2 separate regions of the Oryctolagus cuniculus genome follow, and region 1 is linked to region 2. Evidence: chromatin contacts called from public Hi-C data. All regions are on one chromosome and are shown on one strand. Each heading gives the region's core, a stretch centred on a gene start, on an enhancer-like site or on the middle of the called end of the contact. The rest is flanking DNA. Distances are from core to core; before and after follow the strand shown. Region 1 holds the start of RGS4 (regulator of G protein signaling 4). Region 2 overlaps RGS5 (regulator of G protein signaling 5).

Region 1 (4,963 bases), core at 10-2,509, 130 kb before region 2:
TCTTTCCCACCTGAACTACTTGATATCTCTGTTTCTTCTAAGTAAAGCACAGCTCCCTGTAGCTTGCGGTCAGAAATCTACCTGCTTTCAAAATGAGAGCTGTCTGGGTCAGACTTGGTATTTAATTTCCCCCTTGTACTCACAGCTTTCAGATACAAAGAAGCACTCTCTGCAGTTCTAGTGTACATGAGCTATGATTGTAAGATACGAAACACCTGCATGATTCTTTAAAATATTCAGTCTATGATATTACATGCAAAAGATACTAATAGTCTCGGTGTTCAGAAGTACCTGCAGGGCAGAATATTCTTATGCTAACCCTGAAGCCAGGTAATAGGCAAAGCAAACCATATTTTTCTGCCTGCCTGCTCTCTGGAGCATTTCTCTTTCTCTGTCTTTCCTTCTCTCCCTCCCTTTCTTCCTCTTGAAATACCAATTTAGAAGCTTAGAATTACATAAGACATGAACACAGTTGCTAACAAGAATCAGTATCTATATTTATTCATCTCCTTGCTGCCCTGGACCTCAGGCTGCTATTTGAGGCTTTTTGCAGGAGGCAAGCATGTACAGGAGAAATTGTCAGTGCTGGGCTGAATTCTGTTCTTAATAAGAATTGGAGCAAAGTATTCTACAGTCAGTTTGATGACAGATGCAGCAAATCTATTTCTCCTGGGCCAGCTTTTCTATGCTGCCAGGCATATTCCTGTCTGCCATTTAGCTATTTCTCCCCACACCTCCGTGTGTCTTGCAATGGAGAAATCATCTCTCGGAGACGATGATCCTCCCACCTGCCTTTTGGAAATCGAGCAGGTCAAATATTGGGTCACATACAATGTGATGTTTCTCATCCAAAAGAGAAAGTGTGTTGAGATTCAACCCCCAAAGTGTGCCTTAGAATTCCTACTGGCACCTTTCCGTTCCGGAGGCAATGTTGTCCCTGATACTGTTTTTACAGACAAAAGAATAAACTCCCATATTTTCCAACACTGTAGACTTTTATTTTTCCCGTCTCTAGAAGTTAAAAATCACAGACATTTGTAGAGATATTGAGTCACTTTTTTCATGTATGTCTATTTTGGAAGAGGATTTTCCCAGCTTGTCCATTTTGCATGGCTGATGCGTAAGTCCTTTCTTCCTCCTGCCTTCCAGGGGCTGGAGAGGCAGAGGAGACAGGCGCTGGTACCGCAGAGCTGTTATCTGATTGGCTCGTCGCTCGTGGCCGGGCTATAAAAGAGACCCCTACAGGCCTGGAAAGGAGAAGCTCAGGATTCTGGCAGCATCTTTGCAGGAGTGAAACCGAAGCTTGAGCAAAACAGAGGCCACAGCTCCTCCTGCTGCGTTTCTTTCCTCCTCGGCGAATCCCACGCTGTTAGACAAGATGTGCAAAGGGCTTGCAGGTCTGCCGGCTTCCTGCTTGAGGAGGTAAGATTGTTTTCAGCTACTAACTACGTTCAACTTTTGGACAGACTTTCTCAGTTACTTGCTAGTTGTGTTTACTAACCTGGTTCTTTGGAGTAGCAGTCTGATCAGGGGAGAATATTTCCCTGGATTTTCTCCAAGAATAACTTGATTTGTGACTTAAGAACTGTGCTTCCCAAATTCTGATATTAGTGTGTTGTTTCATGTGACCTCAGTTTTGAAAACTGTTGTGATCTTTTAGCCAAGTCCTCTAACTAAGCTAGTGCTGATTAAGAATCATATGAGGTGTTGACTCTACTTGCTGTATCTGTGATCACCTCCATTATGTGAGCATACCTGGATAATTGCAAGCACTGTGACTCTCTGAAATTCATTTAGGGGAGGACACCTCGGAATGAACTTGTGCTACATCATCAGAAAGCCACAATGCTTTCTGTTGGGGCTACAGTATCGTTCTATATTCTCATAAACAAATGTCACAATGAAATAGTTTCTATGCTACATGTCTCTTTTTTTCTCTGTTCTTATCTCTCATTCTTAAAGTGTCTTATGTGAGTGGTAGTTAAGGAGTATTGATTATAACAAGTCATCTGAGGGTTCTGTAGAAGAGCTCATCCTAAAGAGATTGTTTTGTCAATATAAAAACAAAGACTTAAAAATATATAGCTACTCTTCTGTCTTTTTAAATAGGCGTAAGTAGATGATTTCAGAAAATGCTAGATATTCATCAGTTGAAAGTAAAATACAAAATGAGAGCGTATTACATCACTTAATCTTGCAGCTAAAGGTAAAAAGTCAATCTGCAAGTGTACTACCTCTTTTCTTGTCTCCCTGCAAAGAACAATCACCTTACATTTCAATTTGGAGTTAATTCCAAGAAGCATAATCTTTTGTGTGTTTTGAAGCCATTTGCCTTTCATTCAGAAGCAGGACAGTATTGATATATTCTCCGTAATGAAGCAGGAGGTTCTGGTAGAGAGTACTGATGGGATAAATACCTCTCACCTTCACCATTAATTTCCTAACTGGATAGAGCAAGACCATCCACGCTTCAGTTAAATCACATATAAAATTAATCATGCAAAATGCAGAAGTGTCAGGGAAAAGTTATGCTCCAGTAAATATTTAGTGATTCATAGATGGGAGATTGTGCTAGAGGTCTGCCCTTGAGGCACTGAGCAACTGATTGAGAAGGTTAAGCTCACAGTCAGTAGGTAGCTGTTCTTCCCCTCCTCACAGGGGAAACGTCAATCATCTAGTCCAGCACTTTCTCCAGCAGTGCCCGAGCTTCCGGAGGGACTTCCCACTGCCCGGGGTGTGTGAGTGAAGATCACATCCAGTTCCTCATTCCAGTGACTTCTGAAGTGATTTTCGTTTTTATTTGTACTGTTTTATTACGTTAAAAGGATACTTTCTGTGCATACTCTCAACTCATTAGGAAATGACCCTACACTGGGCAGTCAATAGCCATGGGATCTCAAACAGAGGAGGCACATGGTAGTACGGAATAATTTCTATTTACATTGACTCACAATACACTCATGCCATCACCTTAGAACCACTCTAGGCTTCAGGAATATATCTTGCTATCATTAAGGAGAATTTCCCAATCCCTGTGCAGTCACCAGTTGAGAAAGCAGAGAAAGGCAAATAGTCATGTGAAGAAGAGAAAATACCATTTAGGGGGCAGTCCAAGGACCTAATGGAATTCAAACTTTCTTGGGAAGCCGACATAGATAAACCTTTAGTATATCAATAACCATTCTAAAATTTCTTTTTACCCTTTATTTCCCCCCTACAAGTAGGAACACTTAGCTATCCATTTCTTTTTAAAATCATTTCTCTTTTTAACTATTTTGTAGCTTTTATAGTAAGAGATACAAGCAAAAACATGGTAGTGTAAGAGAAGAGGTAAAAGCTTATCTCTGGGCCTCCTTTTTGAGCTACTGAGGAGTACTGACATAGCCTGGTCACCTATGAAATGGCAATACACCAGAAACTCTGCCCGCAATCGCAATCACTAGTTTCAGGAGTGATTCTAGATGGCTTCTTCAGTGTATAAATATTAAAAAAGAAGGCAATAGCAGCACTATATTGTCTGGAAGAACTAATCTAAAGGAACGTGGGTTTCACCCTGAGCATTTGCGTTAACCACTCCATTTCTGAAGCTACACACCTCAGTATGTACTCCATATTTACCCCATAACACATATTTCTTGTTCCATCACATATTTGGATGGAAAGAAAGAGACCCTTAATTTCCAAAGGAGCTTCTTACTCTGCCTGCAAGGAGACAGATGACAATAGCAACCAACCACCAGAAGGGGGCGTGCAGCAAAAAGGTGTCGAATTTTGCAGTTACTGCTGCTTTCTAACTCCTAAAAATTACTCAAAGAACAGTCATGTCTTCTTGTGTGGTTATATTGATGATACCAAGTGTTTCATTGTTGCACCAAAATGGCATGTGTACAGAACGGGCTTCTAAGACAGATTGAAGGGTCAGAATTCCAATTATAGATAAGTAAACCAGTGTTATGACTCTCATCTCAAGGTTGTGCATTAACTCATTGGCAGAAACAAGTGTTGCTTTCCTGAGAATTAATGCCAACTTCATCTCCTATTCCCTAAATTAACTGTCTCTGCACTATATGCTACTAATGAATTCTTCAAGCCTACCACTAGGTGTCTTAAGACAGGTGGTTACCATCGTTAATTCCCTTGCTTTCCTCTTCTGTGCAGTGCAAAAGATATGAAGCATCGGTTGGGTTTCCTGCTGCAGAAGTCAGATTCCTGTGAACATAATTCCTCCCACAGCAAGAAGGACAAAGTGGTTGTTTGCCAGAGGTAAGAGAAATGGCCTGGATGAAAGCCCATTGAGTTTTAACTATCTGAGTTTAGAGAGTTGTATAAGAAAAGAAGGAAAGTATGCCCCTAGTTAAGCCAGATTTGGATCAAGATGGCCCCCATGTTCATGGAAATCATAACTACATTGGAGATTTTTTCCCACATATTTACTGAAAAAAAAAAAACATGATCTAATCAATAATAGAGCTGTTCATGATGATAAAAAATAAAATCTCTACATTTTATTAAGTCTTAGATTGCTTGCCCCAGTTTTTTGTATCATAAATTCAAACTATTTTTTTTCTCTGTAATGTCTCTAGGGTGAGTCAAGAGGAAGTCAAGAAATGGGCCGAATCACTGGAAAACCTGATTAACCATGAATGTAAGTCTGACGGTTTTTTATCCCGCTCATGGGATGAGGTTAAAGGCACTGTGGAGGAGGCAGGTTATCTCATATTATGCTGGCCTCATAGGAACTGCAGAAAGAACAAGGTTCATTGTGATTTCCAAACCCAAGATGACGTTTTGGTCTTATATCCAGTCTGTTTAACATTTTACCATGCACTAGTGCTTTGTGAAGTACAATGGAAAGTTCACAAAGGAACCATCAGAGAACCATCTCTATCATCAGGTAGAAAAAGGCAGAGAGGAAAAGCTTCTGAATATTGAGATATTCTTACAGAATCAACCTCAGCTTCTC
Region 2 (5,337 bases), core at 1,331-3,830:
AGGAAACCTGTTGAAGTGAAATGGACACTATGAGAAACAATGACTTGATCAGCCCTTGTCCTCACTGTCAAGGAACAACTTAGTACTTTATTCCTTTTAGTATTTTTGTTCGACTTAATACCATTGGTTGAACACTTTAATTAACACACAATTATTGTTAGGTATTTAAATTTAACTGAAAAGTGATCCCTGCTAAATGTAAGAGTGGGAATAAGAGAGGGAGGAGATGTACAGTTTGGCACTCACTCTGTGAGTGAGATCCCAGTGGAAAGAACGGGCCATCAAAGAAGGAGGTACCTCTCTCTGAGGGAGGAGAGAACTTCCACTTTGTTATGACCTTGTCTAAATGCTGACAGGGTTTGTGGTCTCAAAAGGCTTCCATAGCCTTGGCAACTCATGAAAAGAGCCTCAGGTGATCACTGATGTCATAAATAAGAGTGTCAATTGTTAAATCAACAACAGGAGTCACTGTGCACTTACTCCCCATGTAGAATCTCTGTCCTTAATGTGCTGTACTACGTGAATTAACGGAATAACTAGTACTCAAACAGTACTTTATACTTTGTGTTTTTATGTGGGTGCAAACTGTTGAAATCTTTACTTAGTATATACTAAATTGATCTTCTGTATATAAAGATAATTGAAAATGAATCTTGATGAAGAATGGGATGGGAGAGGGAGTGGGAGATGGGATGGTTGCAGGTGGGAGGGTGGTTATGGGGGAGGGGAGCCGCTATAATCCAAAAATTGTACTTTGGGAATTTATATTTATTAAATACAAGTTTAAAAAAAAGATGGGTTGGTATGGAATACCAGCACAAGCAATCACTAAAAACAGAAACACAGTTGGATTTTTAGAAATAAAATTATATCTAGGGACTGGCACTGTGACGTAGTAGACTGAGCCTCCGTCTGCAGTGCCAGCATACCATATGGGCATTGGTTCCTGTCCCGGCTGCTCCTTTTCTAATCCAGCTCTCTGCTATGGTCTGGGAAAGCAGCAGAGGGTGACCCAAGTCCTTGAACCCCTGCACAGATATGGGAGACCCAGAAGAAGCTTCTGGCTCCTGGTTTCTTCTTGGCCCAGCCCTGGCTGGCTCTCTCTATATTTCTGCCTTTTAATAAATAAATAAATAAAATATTTTAAAAAATACAATTATATCCAAGAAGCTGTATGGAAAACCATATCTACGTGAGGAGTTCCAAGGGTTACAAAGATATTCTTTGCTGCAGAGACCCCTGGAACCAATGAACGTGGGACAGATGTTGATATGCTTACAGATGCCCATGTAAACTGTTCAGCAGGTATTCTTCCAATCGTGGATACAGGTGGGTGGGATATGACAAACGAACATAAAGAGCTCATGATATTGTGATGGGAGACACTGATATATACTGACAGCTGCCCCTGCTATATGAGCCCTCCTATTCTCAGAACCCTCTGTATTTTTCTTTCATGACCCTTGCCAATTTGCATTTATATTTGTGTATGTGTATTTGCATATTGTTTCTTTCTCTCATTATCAACTCAGGTTCCTAAAAGCAGGTAACTATTGTTTGTTCACAGTTATAGCCTCAGCACTTAACCCAAGATCAGGTATTCAATAAACATTTGCTACATAAGAAAATGAACGGGTGATGAACTGAATTGGTAGGTTACAGTAACACTGCATTTTGACATGGGGTGAAACATTGACTGTGGCCCAAAATGCAAAATTGAGAAGTAGGAAATCTCTAATTTGGGTCACTGGAGAGAGGTAAAGCCATTAAACACTAGGATACCATAAAGTAACAATTCAATTTCTGTATTTCAATGAGATTGAAAATAGACAATTAGGGTTCAGACTGAGCGTGCAGTCAGTTCCTCGCACCATAGAGGACATATTCTAACAAGGAGAGGCATGAAGGTTAATTGCAATCACTAGCAATTTGCAAAGGATCAGTTATGAGCCCATAGTTTATCAGGATTTTGGAGAAACAGTAGGACTTCCGAGGGGTAGTCTGGAACTAGGCTCGGGAGACTTTTGGCAATCACAGGTAGGTTAACTATAGACTGTGGGCATGCCACAAGTAGCCGAGAAGGAAGGAGAGCGGGAGGACAGTTGGGAACCACAGGGCACACTTTTTACAACACATTTCCCAAAGAGGTGTCCCGTCAAAGGCTTGGGCAATTTAAATTAAATCCGACTGAAATCTGTGTTGCAGATGCCCCCTGCTGGACGTGGGAAGGCATGAGCATTTGTCTTATCTGTTACAGGCTGCTTCGGCTTCCTTCTTTGAAGAAACCCTAAGATGCTTGTTTCTACATATAACAAAAAGTCATTTCTTGATTCCTAAAAATGTGATAATTTACAAGAAGAGTACAGGTTTCTAAAACACTTGTTAGGCACCACTCACCAGAGTTTGAGAGTGTGGGGTCAACCAGATCCACAAGCCAGGGTGAGGCATAGTTCTGAGTTCTGCCCAGAACTCTGAACAGCATAGACAGCGGCAGAGATGGGAGCCCAGACAGTGTGCACTGCCCTGGGCTCAGCGAAACGGAGTCATCGGGTTGAAGACCAGGAAAACCTGCCAGGTAACTTCTCACTTAAACTTAAGATCAATAGAGTTTGTTACTCGCAGTTGACTCATGAGAGAAAAACGTACTAAGTGATTTCGAAAGCCCTCAGCGGAGTGTAAGGGCACGTCTAGAAAAGTCAGGTCAGTTCTGGAACTGAAATTCTCATCAGGATTCTCTGAACATGTCCTCTCGGTCAAGACGAACTCTTGAGGGCAGGGAAAGGCATTTGGGTAAAAGGAGAATCTGTCACTTTGGCAACTACCCTTTTGCTAAATGAGTCTACTTCAGTTTGGAGTGAAACAAATCAGCTCACTGCTGAGCTACCAAAAAGCAGTCTATTGCTGCAAGGTGACTTGATGATTCAATTTATTACCTGATTAATATAATGAACACACTATACACTGTGGAAAATGACTCCCTGCTTAGTGAACATGAAATATTCCTCAGTGGTCCAAATAATAGATGAAGAAAACACTAAACAATATTTGCTATCATGGCCGGCGCTGCGGCTCACTAGGCTAATCCTCCGCCTGCAGTGTCAGCACACCGGGTTCTAGTCCCAGTCGGGGCACCGGATTCTATCCCGGTTGTTCCTCTTCCAGTCCAGCTCTCTGCTATGGCCCGGGAGTTCAGTGGAGGATGGCCCAAGTGCTTGGGCCCTGCACCCCATGGGAGACCAGGAGAAACACCTGGCTCCTGGCTACGGATCAGCGTGGTGCACTGGCTGCAGTACGCCGGCCACAGCGGCCACTGGGGGGTGAACCAATGGAAAAAGGAAGACCTTTCTCTCTGTCTCTCTCTCTCTCACTGTCCACTCTGCCTGTCAAAAATAAAAATAGGCCAGCGCTGCGGCTCAATAGGCTAATCCTCCACCTAGCGGCGCCGGCACACCGGGTTCTAGTCCCGGTCGGGGCGCCAGATTCTGTCCCGGTTGCCCCTCTTCCAGGCCAGCTCTCTGCTATGGCCCGGGAGTGCAGTGGAGGATGGCCCAAGTGCTTAGGCCCTGCACCCCATGGGAGACCAGGAGAAGCACCTGGCTCCTGCCTTTGGATCAGCGCGGTGCACTGGCCATTGGAGGGTGAACCAACGGCAAAGGAAGACCTTTCTCTCTGTCTCTCTCTCTGTCCACTCTGCCTGTCAAAAAAAAAAAAAAAAAAGAAAAAGAAAAAATATTTGCTATTACTAGTATTAATGTATTATAAGACTTCAGAAGTAACAGCTGTTTCCAATCACAAGCAAATCATTCTGCAGTAGTGCTTAAGGCTTTTGCTCAATTAATGATTAATCCATCATAAACCACTCAAACTATAAGATGGCTGAAAAGATGGAATTGATGTCAAGGACATCAAATGTGGAAAAGGTGTGTGGCGTAGTGGGTAATGCTGCTGCCTGCAGTGCCCGTGTCCCATTTAGAAGCTGGTTGATGTCCAGCTCTTTGCTAATCCCAGCAGAAGATAGCCCGAGGTATATGCCCCTGCCACCCATGTGGGAGATCTGGAAGAAGCTCCTGGCTCCTGGCTTTGACCTGCCCCAATCTGGCCATTGCAGCCATCTGGGGAATGAATCAGCAGATGGAAGATCTCTCATTCTTTCTCTCCTGCTCTCTCTGAAACTCTGACTTTCAAATAAATAAATATTTTTAATAAAAGTACATCATAGAAAGCACGTTTATCTGTTACAACTTTTCAGCTCTTATATTTCCTTGCAATAAATTCTTTTTTTATATTTATTTATTTACTTGAAAGGAAGAGTTAGAGGCAGAAAGAGAGAGGTCTTCCATCTGCTGATTCACTCCCCAGACGGCTGTGATGGCTGTAGCTACGCCGATCCAAAGCCAGGAGCCAGGAGCTTCTTCTCGGTCTCCCACGTGCATGCAGGGGCCCAAGCACTTGGACCATCTTCCACTGCTTTCCCAGGCCATAGCAGAGAGCTGGATTGGAAGTTGGGCGGCTGGGACTTGAACCAGCACTGATATGGGATGACAGCACTGCAGGCAGTGGCTTTACCTGCTACTCCTCAGTACCAGCAACCCCCTCCCTTATTTTTAGATTTATTAATTTATTTGAAAGTAATTTCTCTTAAAAATAGTGATTCCTTGTTGTGCCAGCTCTTAACCCAGATTATTTATTGTCAGTCAGAGCCATTCACAGGCAACTTACAAGAAAAGACTTGAGGGGCAGATGTTTGGAACAGTGGTTAAGCTTCCTCTTGCAATGGGTGAATCCTGTATCAGAGAGCCTGGGTTTGAGTCCCAGCTACTCCACTTCGAATTCCAGCTTCTTGCTAGTCAGCCTCCTGGGAAGAAACTCAAGGACTTGGGTTCCTGCCACCCATGTGGAAGAGCCTCACTGAGTTCTGGAGTCCTGGCTTAGATTTGGTCCAACTCTGGAGTTTGGAGCATTTGAGGAGTAAACTAGCAATAAGAGTGTGCTTGCTTTCTCTCTCTCTCTCTCTCTCTCTCTCTCTCTGCTTTTTCTGTCTTTATCTCTGTCTTTTTTAAAAAAATATTTATTTATTATTTATTTGAAAGGCCAAATCACAGAGAGACAGAGGCAGAGAGAGAGAGAGAAACAGAGAGAGAAAGAGATCTTTCATCCAGTGGTTCACTCCACAAATGACCAAAACAGCTGGAGCTGGGACTGTCTGAAGCTAGGAGCCAGGAGCTTTTCTGGGTCTCCCAAGTGGGTGCAGGGGCCTAAGCACTTGAGCCATCTTTTGTTATTCCAGGCTATCAGCAGAGAGCTGGATAAGAAGTGGAGCAGCCAGGACTCGAACCA

Evidence for each region. Hi-C and Micro-C count contacts between places; a contact is called where the count stands out from the background.
Region 1: a Hi-C map of psoas muscle shows a contact between it and region 2, with 8 times the contacts expected there. The contact joins the promoter of RGS4 here to the enhancer-like site in region 2. A contact is called at or near these places in 4 of 6 Hi-C or Micro-C datasets (ear pinna, embryonic fibroblasts, psoas muscle and 1 more).

Annotation. Positions count from the first base shown.
Region 1 is chr7:35,610,676-35,615,638 of mOryCun1.1, reverse strand. RGS4 (regulator of G protein signaling 4) reads left to right here and starts at 1,259. Exons shown (of 5, transcript NM_001082214.1): 1 at 1,259-1,422; 2 at 4,159-4,263; 3 at 4,584-4,645. The coding sequence starts at 1,379.
Region 2 is chr7:35,485,079-35,490,415 of mOryCun1.1, reverse strand. The region is part of intron 1 of RGS5 (regulator of G protein signaling 5); the gene reads right to left. Among named protein-coding and RNA genes, the nearest start is that of RGS5, 31 kb to the right of the region's middle. Within about 2 kb of position 2,580, at least 1 of the 8 cell types and tissues checked has an H3K27ac peak or open chromatin away from gene starts, as enhancers often do.